Linked DNA regions of Mus musculus: all the other regions are linked to region 1. A link is a contact called in public promoter capture Hi-C data. All regions are on one chromosome and are shown on one strand. The core of a region is the stretch at or near the end of the contact, and the rest is flanking DNA. Distances in the headings are between cores, read along the strand shown. Region 1 holds the start of Vps41 (VPS41 HOPS complex subunit). Region 2 holds the start of Arid4b (AT rich interactive domain 4B (RBP1-like)). Region 3 holds the start of H4c6 (H4 clustered histone 6).

The links. Promoter capture Hi-C pulls out the DNA fragments that hold promoters and counts their contacts.
Region 2: a contact with region 1 is called in a promoter capture Hi-C map of pre-B cells. The contact joins the promoter of Arid4b here to the promoter of Vps41 in region 1. A contact is called at or near these places in 2 of 39 promoter capture datasets (liver and pre-B cells).
Region 3: a promoter capture Hi-C map of cranial neural crest shows a contact between it and region 1. The contact joins the promoter of H4c6 here to the promoter of Vps41 in region 1. A contact is called at or near these places in 2 of 39 promoter capture datasets (cranial neural crest and liver).

Annotation. Positions count from the first base shown.
Region 1 is chr13:18,715,519-18,720,142 of GRCm38.p6, forward strand. It overlaps Vps41 (VPS41 HOPS complex subunit), which reads left to right and starts at 1,774. Exons shown (of 29, transcript NM_172120.4): 1 at 1,774-1,818. The coding sequence starts at 1,798.
Region 2 is chr13:14,062,371-14,067,037 of GRCm38.p6, forward strand. It overlaps Arid4b (AT rich interactive domain 4B (RBP1-like)), which reads left to right and starts at 1,414. Exons shown (of 24, transcript NM_194262.2): 1 at 1,414-1,662; 2 at 2,455-2,509. The coding sequence starts at 2,504. Ggps1 (geranylgeranyl diphosphate synthase 1) reads right to left here and starts at 1,118. Exons shown (of 4, transcript NM_010282.3): 1 at 836-1,118.
Region 3 is chr13:23,549,834-23,553,951 of GRCm38.p6, forward strand. It overlaps H4c6 (H4 clustered histone 6), which reads right to left and starts at 1,835. Exons shown (of 1, transcript NM_175655.3): 1 at 1,453-1,835. The coding sequence starts at 1,810. The coding sequence ends at 1,499.

The sequences.
Region 1 (4,624 bases), core at 524-3,023:
TACCAGCCTCTCATCCCAATCTCTCATCACAGCCAGCCTCATGCAGCTTTGTACTGATTGTGTGTGCCTTCATAGTTTCTGTGAGAGGTTAGAGGACTTAGGCTAGGGGAAAACAAGGAAAAGAAAACCCATGTATTGTTATGGTTAAGTCTTCAGCCAGGGAGGGTAAAAACTTTCCATTGTGGTTGCTTTGGGGCCACTTGTGCTCCAGGCAGTAGCCCTTCACCCATGCTCTGTAAGCTCAATAAGCTCATTGGTTCCCCAGGGGAGCTTGATGGGTCTGAAGTTTGGTTTGTTATTGGTACCTTAGAAAGAAGGAGATAGATTGTCTAGGCACCTGCCAGTTAAAAAAAAATTCTCACAACAAGGTCTTTCAGTAGCTTGAAGTCCACCATGAGTGCTGTTTGGGCCTGAGTGGCTTAATAACATATATAAAATTCTGTTCGATCAGACATGACCTTGGACCCTTGGTTGTGGGTGTCCAAATTAGCTGCTTGGTGCGCAGACTGGAAGAGGGGCCTCAGGAAGAGCTGGAGGTTTATTAAGGCTCTTGGGAGAAGACAAGAGTCTGAAAGATGACATCGTCATGGCTTCCAGGTCATTGAAGACCATGAGTTGAGAAAGCAACATCTAGAGACTAAGGGAAATGCTGAGTACTAAGAATATGACTTCCTACTAGGCTACTGTCAGTGGGAATTACAGGGAACGAAAGGGCACTGAGGCATCTGCCACAGTCTGCCAACTGTGCTGCCCTCTGTGAGTTGCCAGCTGCTTAAGACAATAAACAGACAATGGCTATCAGTGGATAAGATGAGTGAATTCCCACAGAATAGGAAAGATAGTTTACTTTGTCCTGAAACATAGGATAGCTCAAGTTTTCTAAATGATGTTTTTCATATTACATTTACAAATTATTATCTGACATTGTATCTTGAAGATAGTCAATGTGAGTTACGAAGCAATTAAACAATAGAGATTTATAATTTTCTATATTCATATGTCAGTTGCTATTTTTTCTCTAACGGGGGACCAGATTTGATTCACAACAGCTATATGGCAGCTCTCAAATATATGTATCTGTAATTCCAGGGAATCTGATATGCTTTTCTGACATCTGAGGACACGAGGTTCCTAAGTGTGCACAGACATACATGCAGACAAAATATCTATACAATTCAATTTTAAATTAAAATGAAAGATGTCAATTTAATGTACCAAGATACTAAATCTTTGCAGGAATACACATTATTTTCTCACTTTCCACTGTAGACTTTTTTTTTTTTATATAAATAGTCACTATCACTTTAAAAAGTGAGTGGGCAGGCACAACAACATATCAGACTAAAGAACATTTGATATAGTAGTCTTAGACTTCGGAGAGGGATAGGTTCTAAACCTAGGCTTTTTAGGTAAGTTTAGTGAAATCTCCGAGTTACTATCCTTTCCCCTGTTAATGGCGGTAACAGGAGGGATCACAGGGAGGACTAAATGAGATAATTCATAATTTTACTGTAAACGGGAGCCTGAAATAGAAAATGAGATAATTCATAATTTTACTGTAAACGGGAGCCTGAAATAGAAAGAACTTAATGCTACAATAACAACAGAACGTAGACCAACAACAAAATAACAATTTAGCATTAATTATAGATATAGTGGTGTCTCTGTTGAGCAAAAATGAGAGCTGGCTAAGGAACCAGATTAGTGTGCGGGAAAAACTACATTTCCCAGTAGGCTGTGGCCCAGGGGCTGTTTTCTCCTATTTCCGGGTATGTCACATGACTCTCAGGCTGCGCTATGGCGGAAGCAGAGGAGCAGGTAAACGCTGGCAGAACTAGTTCGGGGCAGCCGGGAGCTGGAGACCCGAGCGAGGGGTTCTGGGACGCGGAGTGCCAGGAACGTGGCAGCTCTGACCGGGCGAGTTGGGGTGGCCCTTCTCCGCGCGGATAGCGCCTTGCACACCCGCTCTGTCCGAGCCGGCCTTGCCTGGGCTCAGCCCTTCTGGTTTATGTTAAATGGGATTTTTTGAAAAAGGCAAGTTAAGAGTAGACTGCTATGCAAGGCTTTAAGGATTATTCCCGTTGCTGGCAAGACGTAGATGGAAACGTCCAGCTATAGCTGAGAAGTGGCATTGAGGTGCTGAGTACAAATTATTGCCTTTTTTTCATACAGACGTTCTGATATAGGGCGAAGGACAAAATTAAATGAAACTAACAAAATAGAAGACTCAGGCTAAAACTCGGAAGAGATTCCTTAAGTATATGTATATATGTGTATGTGTGTATATGCATATACATATATGTATACACACACACACATAGAAGCATATATATGTATGTATCATCTACCATATTTCCCCCTCATATATTAAATGCCCTGCTTGCCAGTTTCTGTGATGTTCCTTAAGACATGCATGGTGATGCTCTGTTTACTGTCCTAAGAGACATTTACTAGTGGACTTTTTACTGTTCACATCTGTGCTTTATTTTGAGTGTGCCAAAAGTTACGGAATTTGACAAGGAAAAATTTGGGTTTTGTCATTACGTTAACAAGAGCCTCTTTACTATCATTTGTGCAAACTGTCTTTTGCAGTGCAGGTCCGAGGCAAAAGAGTTTTCCTTCCCAGCAGACCTTGCTTAGTTTGACTACTGCAAGGTGGCTTTTCACATTGAGCATTTTCATTTCACGTTGAAATACAGTTGTGGTTTTGTAGTAAAACAAACATCCAAGTTAAGTTTTTAGATTAGACCCAGTGTGATAGAAATATGGAGTAGCCCTTGTATTCCCACTCATGCAGAAGAGGAATTTGCCAAGGCTGTCTGATGTTAAAATGTAGAAAATCAGGCAGATAACCTGATTCACAGTTGTGCAGTGCTTTCGAGCTTAAAAAGATCCTCACACATGGCATTTGGTCCTTCTAAAAGAATTCTGTGAGGTAAATATTTATTCTGATATGGAAGTCATATACAGCCTCCATGTCCTAAATCCTCTTGTCCCAAACTGTGGTAAAACAGTGCCCATATTGTAATCACCCTAAAGGGCCTTGAGTATCCACCCCTTCCTCGGTTCTGTGACTCTGTAAGCCACTCTGTCTCATGCTGCCTTTCTTGCTATTCTGTAACCAGTCCAGGCCTGTACCCACGCAGGACCTTTGCTCACACTGCCCCTTTTCATGATCTCTGACGTCTACAAGGCCTTCTCCCTTACTGTCCTCAGGCCTCTGGGATGGTGTGCTTTCCGATTGTGGCTCATTCTTTGAAACCACCTTCTGATGTTCGTCTACATAATACTTATGATCTTAAGCTTTTTATTTCTCCTTGTATATTCTCACTTCTGCTTGCCACATGATAAATATTTATTCATTACTGATGGCTGATATTGGGATATTGCTTAATACTTAATATATTAAATGATTGAATTTTACAGAGAAATGAATTGAAATGCAGTCAGTTTGAACTGTCTCATGCTTACATCTATAATGTTTTAGTGTCATGTCTCCAAAGCTCACATTTTCTTCACACTACCTTGTGTCTTAAAATATGCTGAAGAACCTGTCTAAATTTTATATATGAATATGTGTGTGTATATATGTGTGTGTGTGTGTGTATATATGTATGTATGTGTATATATATATATAAAAACTTTATGATGTGGAATAGCCCTTATCATCTTCATGGTTTTCCATTTAGCCCTTATTCCTGCTGTAGTGTTTTCACAGCTGATGTACTTTTAGGAAATGCATTCTTCTCCATTGCTATCAGGGCAGCCTTGAGAAAGACCAGTAGTCTACTGCCTGTTGCAGAAAGAAGCAGACATTCATAAATTGTTTTATGAATTCATAAAAATTGCTATGTCAAAATATAAATAAATAATATTCATATCATTAGTTTAAACATGAGTAGGTTTTTCTTTTTCTTTTTTTTTTTTTAAGTCTGGATTGGTGCTGCTAATATTTTGGCACCTTGAATATTATTTGAAAACCGTGACATCCTTTTTTCTTCTTACTGGGTATGTTAGGAGTTGGCATGTGTATTTAAATGAACTATCATGACAAATTACAGAGTGAGGCAAAACATTTTCTTGGTACCCTGTCCTGTAAGTGCAAAATTTCTCCCAAGATGAATAGCTCAAAATTAAGCCCATTGGCTTATCTTTCCTGACTGTTGTGTTCTTTGATGGTAGTCTCCACTTTAATGTTATGAATAGCCCAAATGGTGACATCTGCACTGAGTTAACATGCTATAAAAAGTTTCCACAGTTTAAAGCTAAAAATCACTGTTGGAGTAGAGATAAACAGATGTCTTTAAGTCATAATGAAAACCTTGATTTTGCTGATATAGAAAAAGTACTTTGTAAAAGTAACATTTGTGTTTTATAGTTCACAGAAAGCTAATAACCTCAATGCTGCCAGGGATTCTTGTAACCAGCAGTTTTGCTTCGTTCTGGAACGATTTATAGGTGGCTTTCATAGTCACAGATGCCCAACAGTGTTTGTCCCGACCCCTCATGAATAACGCTCTGCTTGAAGTCTGGTTGGTGGTGTATTTGTCTCCTGCGGACTGCTGAGTCCTCAGAATGAGGGCTGTAGCTTACTCATGTCTGTATCTCTCCAGGAGCTTGTCTT
Region 2 (4,667 bases), core at 164-2,663, 4.7 Mb before region 1:
TTTAGCAATTCAAGTTAGGAATCCAAGATATCCTATTGTTCACTGGGCCATTGGACCAGATAAAAACTGTTTTTAATTTTTTTTTTTTTCCTTTTTTGAAGACAGGGTCATCCTGTTTCAGTCTCCAGGGTACTGGATCAAAATTCCTACCTCACCTCTCTGGGCCTCAGTTCTTCCTACTGGGAAGTCTTTTTCCTGAAACAGGTTTCCTTTCCTTTAGGGACTTCCCTTAGTAACTCTGGCTGGCTTCTTGAGTCAAGCTTAGTTCTCACACTCTCAGGAAAACCTTTCTATACCTCTCGAAGCCAAAGGTCCTCCTATCAGGTTTCATTTTGACTAGACTTCCGTTCAGGAAGTTATACATCCCCTCTTTCCACATGAGGACTTCTAACATCTCAGAGGGTGAACTCTGAGCATCAAACATTCATACAATATTGAAAATTTCATGCAAAGTATCTCTCTCTCTTTTTAAAATAGGCCGGCTCTGGCTTGAGACTAGCGACACAGATATGGGTCACCGAGCTCAGCTGTTAGGCGCATAGCAAGAACCTTTGACTCCAAGCCCCGGGGGGCGATGGCTCTGAAGGAAAAGAAAGGGCTCCACACAGGCATAGCTGTAATAAGCTCGCAGGCGGGCTTCTTCCCTGCGCTGCACCGGTGGCCCTTCCACTCTTTCCGAGCTCCTCTGCCTCCCCTCATCCCAGCACCCGGCCGGCAGTCACTCCGAGCCGGGTCAGCATCCGGGTCCTCTCTCCCTCCTTACTGCTTCCTCCTCCGTACCGCCCCCTCCCCCGCTCCCCATCCGGGTCCCCCCTGCCACCGCGCTGTTGCTCACGGTTCCACGATGATCTCAGACTTGAAGCCGCCGCCGGTACGAGACTAGCAGTGCCCACATCGACTTCTCAATTTATTGTTCTGACTGCGGCTCTTCAAGAGGCTTCCTTGGAGCCCTCCCACTATTTCACACAGAAATCTCTGCCCTCCTCAGCGGCCAGCGACGCCGCAGCACTCAGTGCAAGAAAATACGCCATCCCTATCACACTGCGCAGGCGTCGTATGCCACCTCCCCTCTGCCTCATGGCCGCGCCTCCTTCCCCTCCCCTCTCTCGTCGAACGCAGGCAAGTGGGCATTGCGGTCTTGGTAGTTCTAATGTCCGTCAGTTTACCGATTGGCCTAGAAGACTGGACTACAATTCCCAGAAAGTATTGAGGGATAACTTTCTGTTTCCATAGAACTGGTGGGTAAATGGCGTCGTTGTTTGCATCGCTCAAACCAATAGAAACTTGGAAGAGGCGGGCTCCAAAGAATCCTACCCAATCCTAGGTCGTCTGAGAGGCATCCGGGAAAGAGGTAGGGGAGGGGCAAAGGGCCGAGGGGAGGGGAGAAGGGGCAGGGGGGCCAGAGAGGGGGGAAAGCGATGTTTGCCCGTCAGTCGAGTCCGGAGTGAGGAGCTCGGGCGCTGGAGCGGAGGGAGAGTCTCGAGCCGCAGTTTGCCGCCGCGACGGCCACCGCCTGGACTTCTGCCCGGAGGGAGCCGCTGAAGGTCGGCCGCCGTGTTCCTCTGGAGGGCTGTGAGACCGGGGCCCGGACCTCCGTCCGAGAGGGATTTTTTTGTCGCCCCCCTCCCCCCGCGAGGGAGCCGGAGCGGCCGCCAAACAAAGGTACCAGTCGCCGCCACGGGAGGAGGAGGAGTCGGAGCCGGAGTCCCGGCCGCCGGCGGACCCGCAGCTCCTTCGCTCTCTCTCCCCACAGGCCTGCTGGTGTTGGGGGTGGGGGGAGGCGGATCAGGGGGCTCTGGCCGCAGGGCTCAGACCTCGTCTGTGCCCGAGGTAGGGACATTCTTTTCTATGGGGGAAGCTCCGGGCCGGGCCGCGCATCGGGGCAGATGGCAACGGGGCTGAGTCGGCGCTCGCAGCGGGGCCTCGGCCTCCTGGGACCCCCGCCCCCCGCCGCGCCGAGCCGGAGCCGCCCTACCCGGGCCGCACCGTGGGCCCGGCGGCCTCGGGCCGCCGTGCTGGGAGCTGGATGTCCTCGGTGCCCGGTCCCGGCTCCCACTTGTGGGCCTTGGCTCGGGCGGGACGCGGGCGGACGCTGTGGGGCCGAGCCTCCGCAGCCCAAGGGCCCGCCGGTTCACCGAGGGCTCAGTCCGGGGGCTCCGGGCATCGCGGTTCCGTAGGCTTGGACGGTCGCAGCCGCGCTTCAGGCCGCGCCGGACCCTGGGCTTGTTGTGAGTTTTCTTCTGACAGAAATGGCGTCATCGTGGAGGACGGGGGAAAAGTCCGTGGAGTCGCGACAATGGGGCGGCGGGCGGTGGGGGCGGTAGGGGCGGTGGGATGGCGCGTGCCTGCTCGGGGCTCCTGGCCCCGCTCGGTGCCGCCCCCGCCCCTACGGCCTGGGGCGGGGGTGGTGGTGGTGCCGGTGGTGCTGACCCGGTGTCTTTGTTTCCCCTCCAGGTGCAGGTGAAGCTGGTGTCGCCGTGGGGATCGCGGCCCCAGAGTCACCATGAAGGTAAGGCGTCACTTAGCCAGTTTGAGTGGCTTTCGAATTCAGGAAGTGTCGGGGCTGTAGCAGGCCTGCGAGTTTTGCAGAGGCAGGTGTGTGTGTGTGTGTGTGTGTGTGTGTGTGTGGAGTGGCTCGGTGTGGAGCTTTCCCTGACAGGGTCAGCTGGAGCGAACATCCACAGGCTGTGTGTTTCGAAGTTATGGAGTCAGTTAGGAGATAACCTCACCCAAGCTGTTCAGGTTTCCCAAACAGAACAGCACCTTTTGCATGGAGCCGAAGGAACAACTGCACACATTAAAGCGTCTTAAATCGTAAAACGGAAAGCTGGTCTAGTAACCTGAATATTGAAACTGTAGTGGGTCTCTCTCTCTGTTCAATGATGAAAGGAAATGTCATTTGATTATGTGACCGGGACCGTAAATTTTAAGCAGAAAGCAAAATACTGAAGATGTTTAAAGCAGTTTGGTGCTCCTTCCCTAAAGAAACCCGAGTTGGCCTGCTGTGCCTTGTATTTCTAGGGACTTAGGTTTCTGTATGGTTTCTTTTTCTCACTGTTGGTGTACTGATCTTGGAGTTGACTCTTTTAAGATATGTTGTGTGTAATGGGCAGGTTGTACTGAAGTAAACATGTTGACCACAGAATAGCTTCTAAGAAATGTGTCTAAGAAGTAGTCTGTGTATTGATGGAATAAATCACAGCTGTTTTAGTTTTTTTTTTTTTTTCATATTGGTATGAAAAGCTTTAGGTATCTGAAAATATCTAGATTTAACTGTTGGAACTTTGATACTGGAAAATTTTTCTTTAAAATCTACTACAAATTCAGATATGCTTGGAAAGCGTGTGTATTGAAGTGTTAGAATGTAAATGACATCTACTTTTGACAGTTCTTTTGGGATTCTTTTTTTTTTTTAATTTAATTAATTTTTTTTTAAATTTTAATTAATCCAGTGAGGATTGCTTTTGTAGGACTGCATCCAGGTACAGTTTCAAAAGCTTCTGTTTGTAGACTACAAATGCTGTTGCCACTTTGTGTTTGTCTCTTGTACAAAGCAGTTTAGACCCTTTTAAAGGTTTTTTTTTTTTTTTTTTTTTTTTTTTTTTTTTTTTTTTTCCTCTTTTTGAGTTTGGGGCTCTGTAGAGGCTTGGCTTTTATTTTCTAAGTTCCTGTCTTTCATATGAATGAAAATGTAACCAGTGTTGTATGAGAGGTGGAACCTTTTTGTTTGTCACAGATGTACAACCTGTATGAAATAGTGAAAAGTGAGTGTCTTAGGGCAAAGTGAAGTTTTTAGGGAAAGCATATATCTGTCTTGTTGTTGGGTATGACTGGAGGAAAGCTTTAGGTTAACTGATAAATGTATACTGCACAATACATTTGGAAGCTGAATACATTTGGAATAAATGTTGTAATCTGTTAGTTCCTGTTGTGATGTCTGGCACATCTTAAATTCTCAGTAAATGTTTGTCTGAAAGGGAGGTACTGAGTTGAAGATGTCAATATGTTTTTGTTTTTCTTAATTTTCATTTTCTGTGTAAAAAAAACTTTTCTTTTTGAAGAGAAAAAAAGGAAGGAAGGAAGTAGGTAGGTAAGTCAGGTGTGAGGGTGCGTGACTGTTTCCACTTCCCATTGGTGGAAGGAGGATCAGTAGTTCAAGGACAGCCTGGGTTAGAGGCTAGCCTGGTCTACATATTGAGTTGGAGGGCAACAAGTCTACAGGAAACTGTTGTCCCCAACAAATAATCAAAATAACAATTAAAAATAAATATGTTGGAAACTTTAGCCTTAAAAGTTTCATGGTTTTAAACAAATTCTACTTTTGTGTGTATCTGTAACTGCTTTTAATATAAAGGTACTTTTTACTAGTAATGTTTAAAACAGTTGTTAAACTTTCAACTTTATAAAGAAACTTTCTAATTTTAGCTTAGGAAGTTTGGGGTAATCTATTCTTACTAATCTCTAGTACTAAAATATTGCCCCCAAGGGCTGGAGAGGTAGCTCAGTGGTTAAGAACCTACTGCTCTTTGTAGATAGGAGTTGGGTTCCCAGCACCTATAACTCCAGCTTTAAGAGATCTAACCTCCTCTCACCTCCACTTCTTGCAGCATTTATTTACATAGTCTCACACACACACATAAGTAAAAATAATAAACATAAATCTTAAA
Region 3 (4,118 bases), core at 585-3,084, 4.8 Mb after region 1:
ATAAACTGAGTTTCACTACACTGTACAAAATTTATAAATAATAATATTGATGTATCAAACATAAAAGTGGATGTTATGTCTAGAATGTGGACTCAGAGAAAAGCTTCAGACAGAGAAGCAAGCGATTTGTCTAGAGTCAGCCTGCTGCTTAGAACTGAAGTTGAGGTTTTCTGAAAGCAAGCTCTTTCTAGTAAGTTTTAGATGGTGAATTGTTTACAGATTATGTTTAAAATCTACTAGGCTGAGAAGATTTCAAAGGTACTTTTCTCCAAAGCTAAGGCTTTGTTTGTAACTGTTATATGGGTATTCTTGATCAAATAATTAATCAAATCTAATTGTTGCAGATATTTAGAGGAAAGTCAATTTTGTCTTTATAGCTTTTAATTTTATTCATACTAAGTAATTGCTGTGTGTTAGGTTCTATAATTGGCACTGGCAGTACTTGGTTCAGGTAGAAAGGTGAAGGTTGAAAAAGACATTACATTCTTATGAGAACAAACCACACGTGTACAGATGGAAATTTCATTTGGAAGAAAAGATGTGTTGTTCAGTCTAGTTGGGAGTATAATTCATGGTTATGGATGAGGTCATAGAGGCAAGACAGATGTCAGATAAAACACAGGAGTTTGGGTTTTATTTTTTAGATGCAGGATAATCAGTTAAGAAAATTTTATTTTTGTACAAAAGAGATGAAAACTATTTAAAATTGCTTAAAAAACACTGCAGGGGAAAAGATAACTCATCATTAAAATAATTTGAAAAGGACCCAGAAAGCATACAGAAGAATGAGAAAAACAGGATGTGTGCCAGGAAGCATGTAATCTTGATATTGCTAAGTTAGGAATATAGGGTCACTAGTGTGCTTTTGGGCCCATCATTTTGACTGCGGGAGTGGTTGTGATCTCATGTATAGCAGGAGCTGTAAATTTGGAAGTCAACAAGCCATTTAGTAGTCGAATCCTTCTCAATGTGGAAAGCCTGGCTCATAGCAGGGTAACAAGTCTAAGTTGCTAAGTAATAAGGCCACTTAAAAAATATGAACCAGTCTGTTAACTAGTAATGGAGTTTTCCCTCTGGAGCAACGTTGTCAGGAAGAGCTGGCAGCCTTGAGCTTTAGCCCAGAAGTGAAACGTTAGGGTTGTAATCAAGGATACAGGGGAAAGAGCACACAGGTTAAAACAGCTCTTTAGGCCTAAGAATTTTGTTCATCATCTCTTCAAAAGTATCTTTTGCCCTTTGTATTTAGCACCTTCAAGGGAATAAGACTCAGCTTAAGCACTGGGAGAAAGCAGTAGACCTTGTCTGGATTTGATGTGTTATAATTACTACAAACTACTGGGGAAGCACTTTCATTGCCTAGATTTACCTTTTGAAAAGTCTCAGCCGCCATTTTGAACTTTAGGGACAGAACAATTACAAGTCGAGAAATGCAAACAGCTTTTTATGACAAAGTGGGTGGCCCTGAAAAGGGCCTTTGAGAAAGAAGCTCCAGGTGAGCTTAACCGCCGAATCCGTAGAGGGTGCGGCCCTGGCGCTTGAGCGCGTAGACCACGTCCATGGCGGTGACGGTCTTGCGCTTGGCGTGCTCCGTGTAGGTGACGGCGTCGCGGATCACGTTCTCCAGGAACACCTTCAGCACACCGCGGGTTTCCTCGTAGATGAGACCGGAGATGCGCTTCACTCCTCCGCGCCGGGCCAGGCGGCGGATGGCGGGCTTGGTGATGCCCTGGATGTTATCGCGAAGAACCTTACGGTGGCGCTTAGCGCCGCCTTTGCCCAGGCCTTTTCCTCCCTTACCACGACCAGACATGGCTATGGAGCACTGAGTTGAAATTCCTTAAGCGCCCTCTACAGCTGGTATATATATGGCGAATGCGGACCTTTTAGAGGACTGAAAAGGCGCGGGCGGGAAGGTGATTCTGTATCCGCCCCTCTAACTCACTGGCTGAATCCTATTGCTAGGCGGAAGGCACAGCCCCTGTGGCGAGGGGAATATGAGTTTTCCGCTTTTCTCTTGGAGTTCTTAGTCACTAGTTTGTGTCCTTCAGGAGCGTACTTGTAGGTTCTGACAACCGATAGTTTATAATTCTCCCAGCCACTCATCATTTTTAAAAAGGAGGTTGTTATCCATACACTTATCTACAAAACCGGATATAGTACAGTAAGGTTATCTTTTAGGTGGAAGATTTACGAAAATGTAACTTCTAAAATTTTGCAAGCATTATTAAATCTCACTTATGAAGCTCTTTGCATTTCTCAGAGGCTTGCACATAGCTCTGTTTTCAAGTCTACAAAGGGCACTAGTATTGATTGAATATATACTGCTTCCCTTTTTTTTTTTTTTTTTCTCGAGACAGGGTTTCTCTGTGTAGCCCTGGCTGTCCTGGCACTCACTCTGTAGACCAGGCTGGCCTGGAAAGATGGAGACTTGCTCAGAGTTGAAGATCTAATCTTTTTAATAAACGCTATTGTTGCTGGGGAGGACTTTTGTGTTTCATGACCGGTAGCCACCGTTTTCTTTTTAGCCTCTGTAGTACTGGTTTGAGCCCCATCCTTGTGTAGAGAGAGGCCATCTTGAAGATGTGCTTTGGCTATTGCTTGTGTGAGACGTTTCTATGATAATGGTAGAGAAACAAACAAACAAACAAAAAACCCAAAAAAACAAAAAAACAAAAGTAACTACCATGTACTCAGGATGTGCTTATCCCAATTACCCCACAGAACTTTTCTATGCTTCTTTCCAGAAAATCACCAGTCCTCACCCCACTCACTCTGTACATACCAGAATGCCAAAACTAGTGTGAGTACAGTGGGGTTAAATAGCACAGTGGATTCCTCTCCCCCACCCAAGGAACTCAAAGGTCACTTAAGGGAAACTAAGTTCAGGCTGTGAAGTGTGACATGACATCAGCTCAGCATATTCCTTCCTGCTGCCTAGTAAGTACCCCAGTGAAGCAGCCATATCCCAATTGCATTGACCTTGCCCTGAAACTTGTTGAGCACAGTTTCAGTTATCTAGACTGTAGATGGGGATGTATTTGCACATTGGAGAATGGGCTTTTCTAAAAAATCGAGGACTTAGAATACTCCTCAAGTATGCAAGATGCTATTTAGCTTCCACACACAGTTAAAAGGTGTTACAGAGGGGAGAGAGAAGTGGGAGGGGGGTTTTTAAATATTTAAAGGCTCCCATTTTAGAAAATGAACTTAATACATACTCTTTTGTACTTGGATGTGAGTTCCAAGTTGCCAGTATCTTCATGTAATGTCAACAGAAAGGGATATAAAATTGATAGCTCTAATTTTTATAGATATTTTGAGCACATTTGTCTTAAATTTGTCTTCTTCCCCATCTATTATGATTGTTTTCCTGTTACTTATTATTTCAGCCTAAAGTTGCCTTCTTCTCTTTATATATTTCTTTTCTTGCTACCTATTTATTAGCCCTATTATTTTCCTTCTGAAACAGTGCTTGGTTTCTTCATGTAGCCATAGCTGTCCTGGAACTTGCTCTGTAGATAGTCCTTAATTTCAGAGATCTACCTGCTTCTGCCTCCCAGGTACTCGGATTAAAGGCATGGACCACCACAACCAGGTTGATTTTTATTTTATACAACCACCCTTTCCTGTAGATTTGAAAGTCTCTAGGTATTAGAATACCCAAGAATGTGTCTCCCTGTAGAATACCTCATGAGGCTGTAATCTCTCACCTGTTACTATAGTAATGGTGTGCATTTGTGTGTATGTGTGTATATTTGCTTATCTAACACAAAATTGAGAGAAGAGGACGAAGCCATAAGTTTCACTGTTCTCACACCTCTTAGGGATTTTTATCGCCTGTTTTTAATCTCTACAAAATAGTACAAGCCTTACTACAGAGAATAATCTGCTGTTTTTCAGGATGTAATTATATTTTGGAGTTAAGACCAAAACCACATTTGTGATATTAGCCTCCACAGTCATGAGTGGGAATGAGTGAAGCTTCTTATGGTTTCAAGTTTGTAGTCCCATGGTTGATCCCTTTTCCAGAAACTTTATTCTTGCTGCAGTTATCATAATGATAACTGACTATGAAATGTTTAAGTCCTTTGGTGGATACCACCTGCTAATTCTTTTGT